Regions from separate parts of the Mus musculus genome. Here region 2 is linked to region 1. A link is a contact called in public Micro-C data. All regions are on one chromosome and are shown on one strand. The core of a region is the stretch at or near the end of the contact, and the rest is flanking DNA. Distances in the headings are between cores, read along the strand shown.

The links. A called contact is a pair of places that touch in the nucleus more often than the background predicts.
Region 2: a contact with region 1 is called in a Micro-C map of the HL-1 cell line, with 2.6 times the contacts expected there. The contact joins two enhancer-like sites. A contact is called at or near these places in 1 of 15 datasets of contacts at CTCF or cohesin (pro-B cells), 16 of 484 Hi-C or Micro-C datasets (B cells, the C2C12 cell line, CD8 T cells and 11 more), 7 of 115 datasets of contacts at active chromatin or transcription factors (the 230-238 cell line, CD8 T cells, bone marrow-derived dendritic cells and 4 more) and 1 of 9 other capture datasets (embryonic stem cells).

The regions. Positions count from the first base shown.
Region 1 is chr2:13,520,042-13,527,453 of GRCm38.p6, reverse strand. It overlaps Trdmt1 (tRNA aspartic acid methyltransferase 1), which reads left to right. Exons shown (of 11, transcript NM_010067.4): 3 at 1,760-1,836; 4 at 3,957-4,028; 5 at 4,565-4,630; 6 at 5,307-5,376; 7 at 6,108-6,191; 8 at 7,355-7,412. Among named protein-coding and RNA genes, the nearest start is that of Trdmt1, 21 kb to the left of the region's middle. Within about 2 kb of position 3,208, at least 60 of the 459 cell types and tissues checked have an H3K27ac peak or open chromatin away from gene starts, as enhancers often do. A contact at or near this core is called in the HL-1 cell line, where this site is marked.
Region 2 is chr2:13,590,158-13,597,569 of GRCm38.p6, reverse strand. No RefSeq gene overlaps it. Among named protein-coding and RNA genes, the nearest start is that of Vim, 20 kb to the right of the region's middle. Within about 2 kb of position 3,124, at least 3 of the 459 cell types and tissues checked have an H3K27ac peak or open chromatin away from gene starts, as enhancers often do. A contact at or near this core is called in the HL-1 cell line, where this site is marked.

The DNA.
Region 1 (7,412 bases), core at 1,959-4,458:
TAAATGGTACAATTGCTGAATGAAGGAACATATTGTACTTATAAAGTGAACAGATGATGAAGGAAAATGTGGATAAAGGATGAAAGGGACTCAGCTGACACTGATAAATGACTTCAGACAAGAGATTAGCATGCCACCTGGTATAGTCCTCAGGGGACATCAAATTGCTGTAGATATAGTGTATAAAATACTTTCACAGGGAAGGATGGGATAGAAGTAGCCAGCTGGAAGTTTCCATTGTTTGTCAGTTCTATGCTACAAGATAGGAAAACCATTGTCTTGTAAGTACAGGCTTCATAGCTATAAATAAAACGTGAGCAAATTGATCAGAAGCATATCTGAAGGATGCTTGTAATGTGACTAAAGTGGCCTTCCTTTCAGAAATGCACTAGTATTACAAGTAAAGATTTTATTGCTATTATTTAATGAACCTGTTTTGGAAAGAGGAACACTACATCTGAAAGCATTCATAAAATTTGGTGTCTTTTTCTGAACACATTTCATTATCATTGCAGCAGGATCCATCTGTCCTTTTAAAGATTTATTTATTATTTATATGAGTACATTGCAGCTGTCTTCAGACACACACCAGAAGAGGGCATCGGATCCCATTAGAGATGACTGTGAGCCACCATGTGGTTGCTGGGAATTGAATTCAGGACCTCTGGAAGAGCAGTCAGTGCTGTTAACTGTTGAGCCATCTCTACAGCCCCCTCTGCCCCCACCCCCCTTTTTTTTTTTTTTTTTTTTTTTTTTTTTTTTTTTTTTGGTTTTTCAAGACAGGGTTTCTCTGTGTAGCCCTGGCTGTGCTGAAACTCACTCTGTAGACCAGGCTGCTCTCGAACTCAGAAATCTGCCTGCCTCTGCCTCCTGAGTGCTGGGATTAAAGGCGTGTGCCACCACTGCCTGACTTTTTCTGAACATTTTAATCTCTTGTAATAAAATTAGAAAAAATGAGTACTTCCTCAAGATCCATGTTATTTTCTGCCCTTGTGTATGTCACTAACTTAACAGAGACAGCTGACTCATTCCCAGGTCAACTCACTCTTCAGAAATTTCCTGCTTTACCAATTTACACAAACTTGTTAGAGATTTGTCATAAAAATTATAGAGGTTGCTATGCTGGTCTATTCTTTCTACATTTCTGGCCAAGACTGCTTAAGGAGTATTGGCAAATCCCTGACATGTGTTCTCATTGTTTATCTTCTGATCTGTGTACACATATATGCGTTTTATATGCATGTGTAAAAGGAACAAGTTAGGTGTTATTTTAATTACTCCTGTGTATAATCATTTGAAGTTCCTTGTGCTAAGGACAAAACAATAAACTACTTGCTGGTATCTGAACATGAGGCCTTTTGATTTGCTAGTAAATCAGCAGAGAGCACTAGACAAGAGTGCAGCTACTCATCACTACACACTCACTGAACAGAGAAGCATATTAATAGATGGGCACTTAAAGATCCCCAGACCTTTCCCAATATAGTTGATTACAAAATAAGTTCTACATGGTCGAGTCCAAAAACGACAGCATTACACCTGAGTCTTCACAGAGGAATTAGTGCTGTGGACGAAGTCACTGTGCCTCCGCACAGCCGCACAGCTTCTTCACAAAGTTGCTTTGGACGGAGGCTAGTGTAACTGAAGCTGCGTTGTAAAGCTGTGCTGTGGTATGGAAACTGTGATCTCTGATGGCTTTAGTTCTGTCTAGTCTTCTCTTCATTCTGTCTGTTTTTTCTTTCAAATGTTTCTTTCTTAGGGTATTTCACTGGAAGACTTTGACAAGCTATCTTTCAATATGATTTTAATGAGCCCTCCATGCCAGCCATTCACAAGGTATGTGTAATAAGTGTTTTTCTCTTTGGGAAGAGTATATGGGCTGAAAATACAGCTAAGTAAATTCTTGCCCAGCATGCGTTGAGGCCCTGGGTTTAAATTATGACACATATCTCACCCTCACCAAAAGGGAGATAAAAAGAGGAAAGAAAGGAGAAGGGAAAATCAAAGAACTTTAAAAGCTTAAGCTGCACTTTTTGTTTTTACAATTTTTTTATTAGATATTTTCTTCATTTACATTTCAAATGCTATCCCCAAAGCTCCCTATCCCCTCCCCCCACCCTGCTCCCCAACCCACCTACTCCTGCTTCCTGGCCCTGGCATTCCCTTGTACTGGGGCATAGAATCTTCCCAAGACCAAGGGCCTCTTCTCCCATTGATGGTTGACTAGGCCATCTTCTGCACTTTCAAAGCTTTAAAATGCTCTGTAAATATATCCCTTCATTTTAGATATTGATAATTCATCATCGAGCATAGGAATCCGCAGTTACAGTCAGAATAGCAAAATAATTTGATCAACAGTAAATACGTAATGCTATGTTATAGGTATATCTAAGGTACATTTATTTTCTTTCAGATTATGTTACTCACTTTAAATTTTTCACCTCTTGAATTCATAGCTAATTCTGATCAGTGAAACAGAATTCCCTTAAGAAATATTTTATATGTAAGTAATTTGTGAAAAATTTTAGCATACATTTACAATTTGTGTATTTCTCAAAATTAATATTATAATTCAGATTTTTCATAGTCACATTATAATTTCTCATTTCAAATTTAATATTTTTAACAAGAACTGTGTCTTAAATTAAACCTAGATCATTTTCACTATTTAATAGTATAAATTATTTTAAGAGGCTATAGTAATAGGGTCTTATTGTTATTATTATTTTGAAAGTGAGAAACTGAGGCATAGATAGGTTAACTTTCTCATGACTGTACAGTTAAACAATGTCAGAGCCATTATTTATTAATCATTTATATACTTTGTATTAATATGACTAACTGGAGTGTTATATGATAAATATTTTGATTCAAGAAAATATTCTTGTGTTACTTTTTAACATCTTTGAACTTCAGGAAGCTTATCTTTTTGAGGGTTTATTGTGCTTGTATGCCATGCAATGTGTTTGATGCTGTCATTGCTAATGTTCAGAGTTTACAGTTGAAAGGGATGACTCATAAATTAGTATTATATAAATTGTGACATTTGGTACTGTAAGAACTCTGGGAGTACCATGAGAACATAGAGGATAAAATGGCGTGCATCATGCCCAGAAAGGGAAGTTCTTCCAGAGGCATGATTAGAGCTGTGTCTGAACAGAGAGTAGGAGTTTTATCAGCGATGACAGATGGCATTCCATATGAGGGTGGGTTTGAGCATATGGGAGGGTGTGGCCTAGTGTGTATAAAATAGAATGCAGCCCGAGTATATATACTGTTTCAGTGGGCTCAGCATCTTCACTGTAAGCCTAGTTCCAGCTGTTGATGTGATGCCAGGCACTAACTGACTGGAGTTGTTATCTGAACTCTGAGTGGAAAGGGACAGAATATAAAAACTGATTTCTGAGGAATCAGTTTAAATCCAGTTTACTCCCCAGCTAATAAGCCTCAGACTCACTGGTAGATTTCGCCTTGGTGTCAGATATGGGGAAAGTGACAGCAGTGTTACCTAGCTTAGGAGCATGAAGCTACTAAGCATTAAGTTTAAAAACCTGATCCTCTGTTCCTGTTGTTCAGACCCAATCTAAGGGTTCCTTCCTACTTGAACCTTGACCACACTGTGAACCTTTGTACGACTTGTTTGCTAGCCCAGTGCCTCCTGTTTACATGTGCTGGCCCTAGCTGCAATTCCTGCTTGTAAAGTAAAACCCTGAGATCAAGGGTCTGTTTACACCCGACAGGATTATCTGGGCATTTCCCATTGCTTAGTGTGCTTGCATGGTGCTTATCACCGTTGTCATCTGCTCCAGATTGCTGCCCACCCAATCAGCTACTTTCCTGTCTTTTCTTTCTTATGGTGACGATCAACTAATTTAAATTCTCTTAACTGGCTAAGTCTTTTTGATATCATTACATACAATTTTTTATAAACTCTTGTGATTTCTTTGCTTTTTTAGAATTGGCCTACAGGGGGATATGACCGATCCAAGGACAACTAGCTTCTTGTATATTCTAGATATTCTCCCAAGGTAAACAGTAGATTCTTGTACACTTACCTTAGGTTTGCAGTTGAGGGTATGAAGAATGTAGTGTTTGTCATTTTGTAGACATTAGTGGTTATCACATGCACCTTTTTTTTTTTTTTACCACAACTAATAAAAATAACATGAAATGTTTCGCAGTTTCATGCTTGCCTCCATAGTGAGTGACAGAACTGTCAGTAGCCAGCTCAATTCTGTTGCCTTTGCTCGTTGGTAGTAGTCACTGCACATGTTCCCAGTGTTAGTGACCACGGCCCCGGAGGCTGAATGACTGCCCTTTGTGTTTTGCAGTGCAGAGCCCTATGCAAGCCCATATTTTGAGATGTGTTCCAATGGAATTAACTCTTCAAGTGTGAACTTTTTCAAGTATATAGCATGTCGAGAAAAATAAATAAAATAGTTAAAATTCATTTTTAAAAAAATAGAGAAAATTATTTATAAATCCCATTTCTCACAAGTTGTGATTTTCTTTTTATTTCTTTGTAATTCAGTATTTGTATTTCTGTTTGTTTTTGTTTTTTTAGATTACAAAAATTACCCAAGTATATTCTCTTAGAAAATGTCAAAGGTTTTGAAGTATCTTCTACAAGGTAAAAAATATGTTTGTCTTGCAAATGTTTTAGACTTACTATATTTTATAATAGGCACCATTGTAAGATAAAGATCTTAATAATAAGTGTATATTCAAACATTTTATAAGATAGGCTTTATTAATTAGTGTGATTTTTACCAATAATATAAAATATTACAAAATCTTGTTCTGTTCTTATTTTAATCTTCCAGAAGGAGTACTGATTTTAGTATCAAGTATTTCTAGGTAGAAATGTTTTAATTAAGAGCAGCCTCACAATGAGAACTTAGCATCCTACTTAGATGAGAGAGACAGCCAGAGGCAGGGTTTCATCTGATAGTAGCCTGTGTGGAAAAAACGGTATCTACATCTACCCGAGTCCTTTAGTCACTGTTACTTGTAACTGTTCCTGTCTTATGGACCCTGGGAAGCTGTCGTTTCAGTTCCAGATCTGATTAATTAACAAGTTAAGCTTTCAGCAATTGGTCACATTGTCTGGCAGCTTTATTTACGTGTACTAGAGATTCTTCTCTTATCTTTTTATTAACATGCAGTTTCGCAAGTAATGACTTAGAAGCCGTGTGTCTAAATGGCTTGAGTACAGTCGGGTTTTACTGATGATTAAGTGTTACATAAGAATGCCATTTCTAAGCAAGGCTGGCCGCTTTTTGCTTTGACTCTTTTTCTCTTTCCAGAGGGCTGCTGATACAAACAATAGAAGCCTGTGGCTTTCAGTATCAAGAGTTTCTATTGTCTCCTTCTTCTGTAGGTACCACAATTTATTTATATAAGTATCGTTTAAGAGAATTTGATATAATAAACAAAATAAATCTATTTTTAATATTTCATATAAGTGTCAAACTAGCTCAGTCATGGATCTTACTTTCTGAAGAACATAGTGCATACTTGTTGATTTGCTTGTACATAAGATAGGTTCATTAAATCTCATGATTTTTCTTTTTGGAAAATAAACGATTGTAGGGTTTGAAACTATATGGAATTTTTACATGTAAAATTGGGTGTCTTGTATTCATTAATGCTCAAAGTAATCCAAGATTGAAAGCAAAGTGGACATATTATAATTCCCTTCTGCTCCGTGACATTTGGTTGCACGCATGCCTCCATTTCATGTAAGACATCAAAACACTTGTGTTGTGAAAGGCTGATTTTGTAAGTGCCATTGTTCCTTTTGGCTTCTTGTCATCATTAGCTGTATCATATAGTTCTTTATCTACAAATGAAAAGAAAATCTAGTTTAAAATATTAATATATAAGTTGTTATATCAGTGTCTCTTCTAGACTAAATTCTCCTCTTTAAAAGTAAAGTAACAGTAGCCAAGAATAGCTATATTTGAGTTTAATGTTTTTATTATTATTATAAAATTGCTTTGGCAGAACCTATGTGCATGTCTCTCTGAGTCTCTGTGCTAGGAGCTGAAGATGATTGAAGTCCCCCACATTTCATTTGGTAACTAGCTTTTCTCTGTTGCTTGCAGCTAGGCATTCCAAACTCGAGGCTCCGATATTTTCTCATTGCAAAGCTTCAGTCAGAGCCTTTCCCCTTCCAGGCCCCTGGACAGGTATTGTTGTTGCTACGGATATTACTGTTTACTTGTGGATGAATCTCAGTCTGCCAGTTTCTTCTCAGTAACTACTTAGGACTCCTATGCCTATTGAGTTTATAATGCAGGTCATCTTCGTGTCCATTTTCAGGTCTCTGCTTCTCCCGATGTCACTTTTCACTAAACTAAACAAAGTCAAAACTCATAAAGACTTTGTAAGTGTAAAAATTATCATTAGTGTTATTTTCCTGTGTTCCATCATAACTTTCATAACTATTACATTTGTCTTTTCCTCTTCCCAGTTAAAACCATTAATCAGTGATTTCTTATGATAAAATGTAATATGCTATCTTTAAATTGGTCTGTAAACATATTTATTATACTGTCCCTGACACCAACATTATTTATATTAATTGATTAAAGTGTAGTAATGATTAGTTAGAAGCTAACATCAAATTCTCAACTGCTAAGCTGGCATTCTTGGTGAATGATTTTATACGTTTCATAAGAAATGAGGAAAGATAACAGTTTCAGTGGCTCAATCAACGTGGCTCTGCATAAGCACGAATAAAGCTCAACAGCAGCCAGTCCTACCAGTGGGGCCAGCTCTCCTGTGACCGACGCTCTTTCCCATACTGGGCAGCTCCAGGAACAGGGTAAAATTATATTAAGGAAGATGAGATCACTCACAATTTCTTGACTATTTTCTCATTTATAAAATGGAAGTTTCTCTAAGATTCTGAGTTTCCACAAGGAACTCCACCCTCCATGGACACAGCGTTTTCAGTAGAACACAGAGTTTGCTTTTAGATTTGAAGGTGCTTCAGGACTTCCTTTTCATGAAGGAATTTGGTAAACTTTAGTTCCGTGTGCATTTTCCAGTTTTGCTTTTACATTTCTGTTTCACCAGTGCTACTGTGTTTGAATGTTGTGAGTTTTCCGTCAGTGAGTACAGTAGACAGTAATTCTGAGAAGTAAATCCTCGGAAGCTCACTTGTCTTATGACTGGATGACTGCTAGCTTCTGACAATAACTTGTCAATAGAAGCAAGCTACAGTGTTTTCAACATCAACCTTATAAGAGCTAAAAGGTTTGCATGGGTCTAGTTAAAATTATTGATTGATTTCTTATTTTAAATAAAACTTTGACAGTTTCTGTATTTTTTTTTAATTTAATGCCAGATACTGATGGAGTTTCCTAAAATTGTAACTGTTGAGCCACAAAAATATGCAGTAGTTG
Region 2 (7,412 bases), core at 1,875-4,374, 70 kb before region 1:
TCATGTGTGTTTTGAAGTGTTAATTTCAACAAAGTCTGTTCTGAGTTCAGGAAGCAAATGGAAACTTCTGCTGCTGCTGCTGCTGCTGCTGCTGCTGCTGCTCTTCCTGGGGTGGCTGCTGCTCTTCCTGGGGTGGCTGCTGCTCTTCCTGGGGTGGTTGCTGCTCTTGCTAACTATTTTAGTAACTGAGTTTACAGCTGTATATCTGCAATAGATAACCATAGAAAATATTAATGGATATTTTTCACCTCAAGTCCCCAGGAAGGTTGAGTTATACCCATTGTATTTTAATCCCAATTCCCAGAAATTAACAATGGCCCTTAGAAAGGGCATGTGAGTTTTGTATGTGCCAGTAGATGTCAGTATTTCTTTGAACACTACAATGGTCTTGCCATTCTTTGTCATAAGGGCAAGTGTCATAGTGGTTTCTTAGATACTTTTTTTTTATTTAGAACCATCTTCTCAGACAAACATCTTCAATGGCATTAGAGAACCTGAAGAAATCCTTCTTATGGAGGGGTGTGTATGGTAAAGAGATAAGGATAGAACCCAGAACATTCTACTACTGAGCTACATCCCAGCCCTAAAGAACAAGTCTTTGTCCAATCTTCTCTCTCTCTCTCTCTCAATCTCTCTCTCCTCTCTCTCTCTCTCTCTCTCTCTCTCTCTCTCTCTCTCTCTCTCTCTCTCTCTCCCTCCCTCCTCTTTCTCTCTCTCTCCCTTCCTCTCTTTCTCCCTCCCTCCCCTTCCCTCCTTTCCTCCCTCTCCACTCCTCCCTCCCTCCCCCTCTCTCTGTCTCCTTGTTTTTTCTCCAGTCTTTTGCCTTTCTTTCTGCCTCATCTTTACACCGTTTCTGCCCCATCCCCTTCATTTTTTTATGTAAAAGATGATTTTCTCCTATGAAAATATTTTTATAAAGATGTTGGCAAAAGACATGGGTAACACTCTTTGGTGGATAAACCAGACTCCACTATCACAGGTTTTAACAACCCCACAGTGCTAAATGCCTATTAAAAGGAAGGGCTGTTTGAGGTGAATCACTAATCCACAGAGCATGAACTGGCAGCTTTGAGGAAATTCAGTTACCTGGGCTTCACTATGCTTTCTCCAAAGGCTGTATTTATTTTTTCAAATGGTGTTTTACATGCAATGTATTCTAGGTCCTGATTCAGAGCATTATTCGTTATTCAGTGTATAAGGAGGCTGAATCGGGTTCACCAAGGACTAGGATTTAAATTGGCATGCATTTGATTTAGATAGTGGTCTTTGATTTGTGTGGCTTTTTCATGGCTCTGCTGGCACTATTTCCACGAGTAACAATTTAATTCTTCCCCACTGAGTGCTTTTCCTTGTTTGCTTTCCAGAATGACTTTGCTCTCCCTGAGCCACCCCCTCCACCCACCCACCCACCCCCAACCTTTGCTTTATATTAAGCACATAAAATCATTTGACAGGTATCTGAAGAGACTCACTTCTCTGACGAGGGAGGTCATTAGAAGCTTCTAAATAAGGGAAACGTCCTGAGAGGGATTAAATAAGAGAAACATTTTCTGAGTCATTAGACACTAGATGGGTTCAAATACCAGAAAAACACACTGTAGCACTCCACTTGGCACTGGTAATGACTTAATGCTTCTCCAGACTTCTCTGACCCTGTGAGGAATGTTTCTGCACTTCTGAGGCCTGATTAGCAACACAAGGCAAAAGATGGTAGGACCCACGGAAGGCTGGAAGACTGAGGGCTACTCCCAAGGCCTAGTTTATAATTTAGAAAATATGAAGATTGATGGCAAGAGTTGTTATGCTCAAAATGTCTAGAAATTGGATAGTTTAATGTTCCCTCAGAGCTTCAACCCATTACAAGGTAGAGGGTTTTTATTATTATTATTATTATTATTATTATTATTATTACTACTATTATTATTAATTTCTGTTTTCCTTTTCATTAGGCTTCTACAGTCCACACTTTGGAAGTGGACTTATATCTCTATTTCCTGATTTGCTATCTGGATGGCCTTGTCAATATTGCTTAATTATTGCCATCTGTAAACCTCAGTTTTCCTATCTATGAAGTGGGGATTACAAATGCTTGACTGATTGAGGATTGTGTGGGTCATAGGGTAGCTTTTTTTCTATGCCCATTTTCAATTTCAGGAACTTCCTTTAGAGCATGAATGTATGGCCTGCCTTTGAATGGAGTTTCTTATTTGATACTGATCAAGCAGTATTTGCAGATTCTGGGGACAGACCAATGAACAAACAAAGGGGACTCCTGAACTCAGGCAATTACATTCTAGGGAGGCCACAAAAACTGTCAAGTGACCCAATACATAAGGTTGCAATAGCAGGTTGAAATGAGTGTGTTACAGCAAATGTCGTTTTGAGAAAAAGAAAGATGGAGCAAAGGGACAGATAGTAATGAGGTCAAGAACAGTTACTTGTATGAGGAAGCATTAAAAGAAAAAGATAATTTATCAATAATGGTTCAAGAAGAGGAAGCCTGTGAGGTTGAGAGGGACAGAGATCGACACAGACAGGTAGGACACAGGAGAGATGGGAGAACTAATAGTATTATATTTTACTTAAGTTAAAAATAACTTTAAAAGACAATGACGATTTTGAAACTTTGGGGTGTTGAGAAATGAAGAGAGAGGCCATCAGAAGAACTAAAAGATAAAGGATTTTTTCTTTCTGGAGGCACAGTCTGAAAAGTGAAAATAACTGAAAGACCTGGTGTCCAAGAATCTTCAGAAGATTTGGGCTTCCACACAGTTATTTCAGGAAATGGTTTCCATCACTGAGTCACCTTGGCAGAAGGTATTAGAACCCAGGACCTAGGGTTGTGACAGTTTAAGCCTTTTCCTGGACACTACCTGCTGGGTTCTGAACCTGAAAATCAGCTCAAGGGTGAGAACTCATCAAAGGGTAAGCAACTTCGTGTGACCAAATTGCTACCAGCCTTTTTTGCCTCTTCCACTCCTGCCTCTGCTTGTAGGAGTTAAGAAGCACTCTTGATGGCTGAGTATATTTCTTTCCTAAAGAAGTCAGGGTATATAACTGACATCCCCAGCTTCCTGTGAGTCAGTGGCTTTAAATGTCCTTCCAGCCCTGCAGTTATTATGATCATGGTGGCTCCCTGGATTCTAACAGTTAAGAGATAGCAGATGGCCCCAGCCTCAGGCTAGGAAACAACGTCTACTCTATGCCTGCCTTACCACCATCAGCTTTGGCCTGCAGACCTCAGCTGTCTACCTCCACTACTGCTTTAGTGGTGGCTTCTCAGGTCTTCTAAGGAAAATTAAAAATTCTATTTGTTGTATGAAAGATTACCTAGGTATGACTGGGAGTGAGGCTCAGGGGACATCACCCCTCACTGCTAAGTTATTTGCTACTGATAGAGTTGGGGAGAGGAGGAGGCATTGTCTTCCATGATGACTCCTCCAGTGAACGGTTCCAAGCCAGTGGGCACACAAGTAGCCCTGATTAACTAAATGGGGCAAAGACTCGAAAAGAAAGCAAAACAAACCCAAAAAGTCATGATTCTGGGAAAGAGATTGATCAAGACGAAGAAAGAGAGATTGATTGAAATGTGAGAGAATCAACACAAGGTATATAGAAGAGAGTGAATAGAATTCTATACATGCATGGAACTGTTACATAACAACCTTAATTAATAAAGGAAACACTTATTAGATAAAGTGCCAATGACAGAGAAAAGAGCTGCAGAGGAACAGACAGGGGACTACATAGGACCACAGTGGGTGTTTAACGTTTTGCAAAGAGAGAATGATTAAGAAGAGTCTCTGTTTATGACCCTCAGATTAGTTACTTTTGGATCATATGTATCACATGACCTATTAAATGAAGGGCCATTCATCAAGGTCTTTTGAGTAGCTTTGATGTAACTCACCTCTTAGTCTTCCTCATAAAGCGTTCTTTCTATGAAATTTTGTTTACCTCGAACATTTCCTGTCTGCTGTTGACTTTGGCAGAGAAAGTAAAATCTCATCACTATAGTATTGTCAAGAGCACTTACAGTCAAACTGAAGAATGTCATGATCCCATGGCCTGAAGGCCAGGCACAGACTTAACCACACCCAATTCTTTTTTTTTTTTTCCTTTACTATTTAGCTTAGTTGAGCATACAGAGTGATCACTTTCATGACATCGTCTTCATACATGTGTGGATACAGATTCATGCATGCATATACATAGATATGCTGTAATTCTTCCCGATTATTTGACTGTATCCAGTTCTTTCTAGAACACACTAGAACTATATGGATGACCTCTTGCTTCCCTTGGGCTCTGCCGGTCTGAAAGCAAAAGCAGGTGAATGTGACTTGGGCTTAAAGGTGACAGTGGAGAACATGACAATGGAGAACATGAAGAATGATTTGCTGAAGCTCATGGCAGTTGGAACAAAAACTGCCTGATTCTGTCACAGCCCAAGGGGAGAGACATTTTGAAATGAATTCTGCCGAGAGCTGATTACATTGTTTCACAGGCAGTTCATCCTATCTACCACCCGTGGACAGCTCCAACCAATCCATGCCTTTATTCTCACAGTAAACTAACTCATGATCGATGAATCACAGAGGGCATGAGAATTTATCTGGAGGTGGTGCAGAGAATGTTCAATTATCTAATTGGACTCATGACCCTAAACACATTCGATTACATAACTGGAGATTCTGTACCCATATTTAATTGAAACATGGACTGGATTGTGGCAAGGGAAAAGTCAGTGAATGGAAAAAGAAATAATTTTAAGGCAGAATGCTGTTGTGGATTAATTACCTACTGTTACAAAATTCCCCAAATTAGCTTTAGACTATTGATATAAAATAAAGTTTGTTAAAAATGAGCACTTAGATATGAAAGTTATGTGTTATTAAAAGCTTGGAAAGTTAGAAATGGATGTTAGAACCACATCACTGTTATGTCGTGCTGCCTATTGCTTCAAGTTTGGGGTAAAAGTAGTCAGAAAAAATAGGGCTCTGTTACCACAAGCCATCAGAAATAGTTTTTATATATGTGGATCTGGGGGTGCTCTATGGCTTTGATGCTCAAATCATTCTAGTGTAATGCCCCTTAGCAGGACATGGTCTCTTACCTAAGTATTAGCATCTCATCTCATCTCACTTTATCTTGTCCTGAATGACACATCTCCTCTTAACCTTCTGCTTCATACAGAGCTGTTTTGGGTTTACCAAATCATCAATAATGTCATTTATAATTCAAGATTTTTAAATCTCTTCCTTATTTTGGCTTAAGTTTTTTACTATAGTGTAGTATGGTTTGAAGAGAAGATAGTAACTATTCTTGCTTGTTCTGTTTGGTCTTGTAGGAACAATTAGTCCAAGCTGGCCCCCAATCACAATCTCTCTGTCTTGGGCTCCCAAGTTCTGGGTCCAGGCATGTACCACTGTACCTGGTCTTGCTCTTGATTGTGTATAGGTTCCCGACAAAAAGTTAAGAAAAGTTCTTATATTTTCATTCTAACAGTATATATAATGATTAAATGATCAGTTAAGCAGAGTGTTTCCATTTGTGAATCTGATCATATGGTTTTCATTTCCCTTCAGCCTGTTAAATGTTAGCCTCTGATTAATCTTAAATTAATCTTAAATGTCTAAGACATGCATAGCATACAAATAATTTAGCATCTTTGAAGTACATACAAATATTTAAAGCATTCTATCATCAAATGTGTCTAGTGGCAGGAAAATAGATTAATAACTGCTTCAGGAACATAATGAATTGACATTTGCACCTGCCACCATGTGTATAGTTCAGGATCTTCTGCTATCCCCAACCACTGCATGCATACAGTGAAGACACTGGTCTGAACCATGGCTGCAAGGCCGCTTTGCTGTGCAAGTGATCCGAGGATCCTCATTGGCTTGCCTGAAACCTCTCTCTTCTGCTCTCTGCAACAACTCTTGTTCTGTCTTTTCTTCCTTCCTTTTTCTGTTGTCAGACCTACCTGGGATACATGCCTGGAACTCAAGTCACCTGTCTACTCCGCTCTTCCATTCATCCTTCGAATAAAGCACCTGTCCTGTCTAACCCACCACTTGCCTTTGGCAGGACCTTGGTCAGCACAACTTGGATGGTTGATTTTTCATTATAATATGTGCTTCTGTATCAATGTATAAAATTGGATTACAATGTACATTTCCCACTGTGTCCTAATTTGGTGTTTGAAGTTAGGCTTCTGATCTCTCCACAATTCATGTTGACAAAAACATCCCAACACGTAGCATTAGGAAGTGTGGGTTTCAGAAGAGAAGTGTGCCACGAGGTCCCCACTTGCACAAAGGGAATCTGGAAGAGCTCATCCCTTTTCACTCTATCTACCCCCTGTACCATCTGAGGACATGACTTCTGTTCCCTCCTGAAGATACAATGACAAGTCACCATTTTGGAAGCAGAATCTAGGCTCTAAAGTCTTAGGCTTGTGTGTGTGTGTGTGTGTGTGTGTGTGTAACACAGATGTGTTTTATAGTTGTGTATGGTTAATAGAAAGACCAGAATTGAACATTTAGTACCAGGTGACGGACTTTTTGCCTTGTCATCTCATAATGGAGAAAGAAAGGGCAACGGGGGCACAAGAAGCCCCTATAGCAACACTGATCTCATTGAGAGTGGGGAAGCTTCATGTCATACACCTTTCTTAAATGTCTCACAGCAACACTGTTGCAATGGTAATTACACTTTAATGAGTTTGGATAGGGACCACTCTACAAATGACAGCACTTCACATACACTGTATCTTTTCATCCTCACAATTCTTGTGTGTGTGTGGGGGGGGCATCATTGTCCAGTTTTATATTTTACATCAGATAGAAGCAGCTTGTCAAAAAGAAAACATTCCCTGAATTGTGTGGGTAGGATTTGATACAGCTCTGACCCCACAGTTGCTGTTCCATGGGATAAAAGTTCATGATTAAGGTGCCAACAGACTCTGTGTCTGGTGAAAAACTGTTTCTACTGTTTTTATGTTGTAGATGGTGATTTCTTCTTACTGTGGCCTGCCAGACAGAGTGGCAAATAAATTCTCCAGGCCTGTTAAGTAAGCACTCACATTCTACCAATGAGGGCTAAGCTAGCTCCCAAAGGCAGACTTTCTGCATATTAGTCACGCTGGGAAGAAGGCTTCACCCTATGTATTGGGCTGTGTAAGCATTCAGGTAAACAGCTAGAGTAGAAGCTTATGCCCCTCTCCACTTCTCATGTCCGTCTGTAGCCATAGAAAAGAGGCTGTGGATCCTTGGTGTCTGTGTTAAGGGCTCATCAAGGGAAGGCAGCTGACTGCTGTGCATTATAGGATAAATGCACTTGCTTGGCCAGAAGTCTCTTCTGTCTGTCACTGGCCTGGGAGAGGAGGGCTCACAGTTGTATACTCT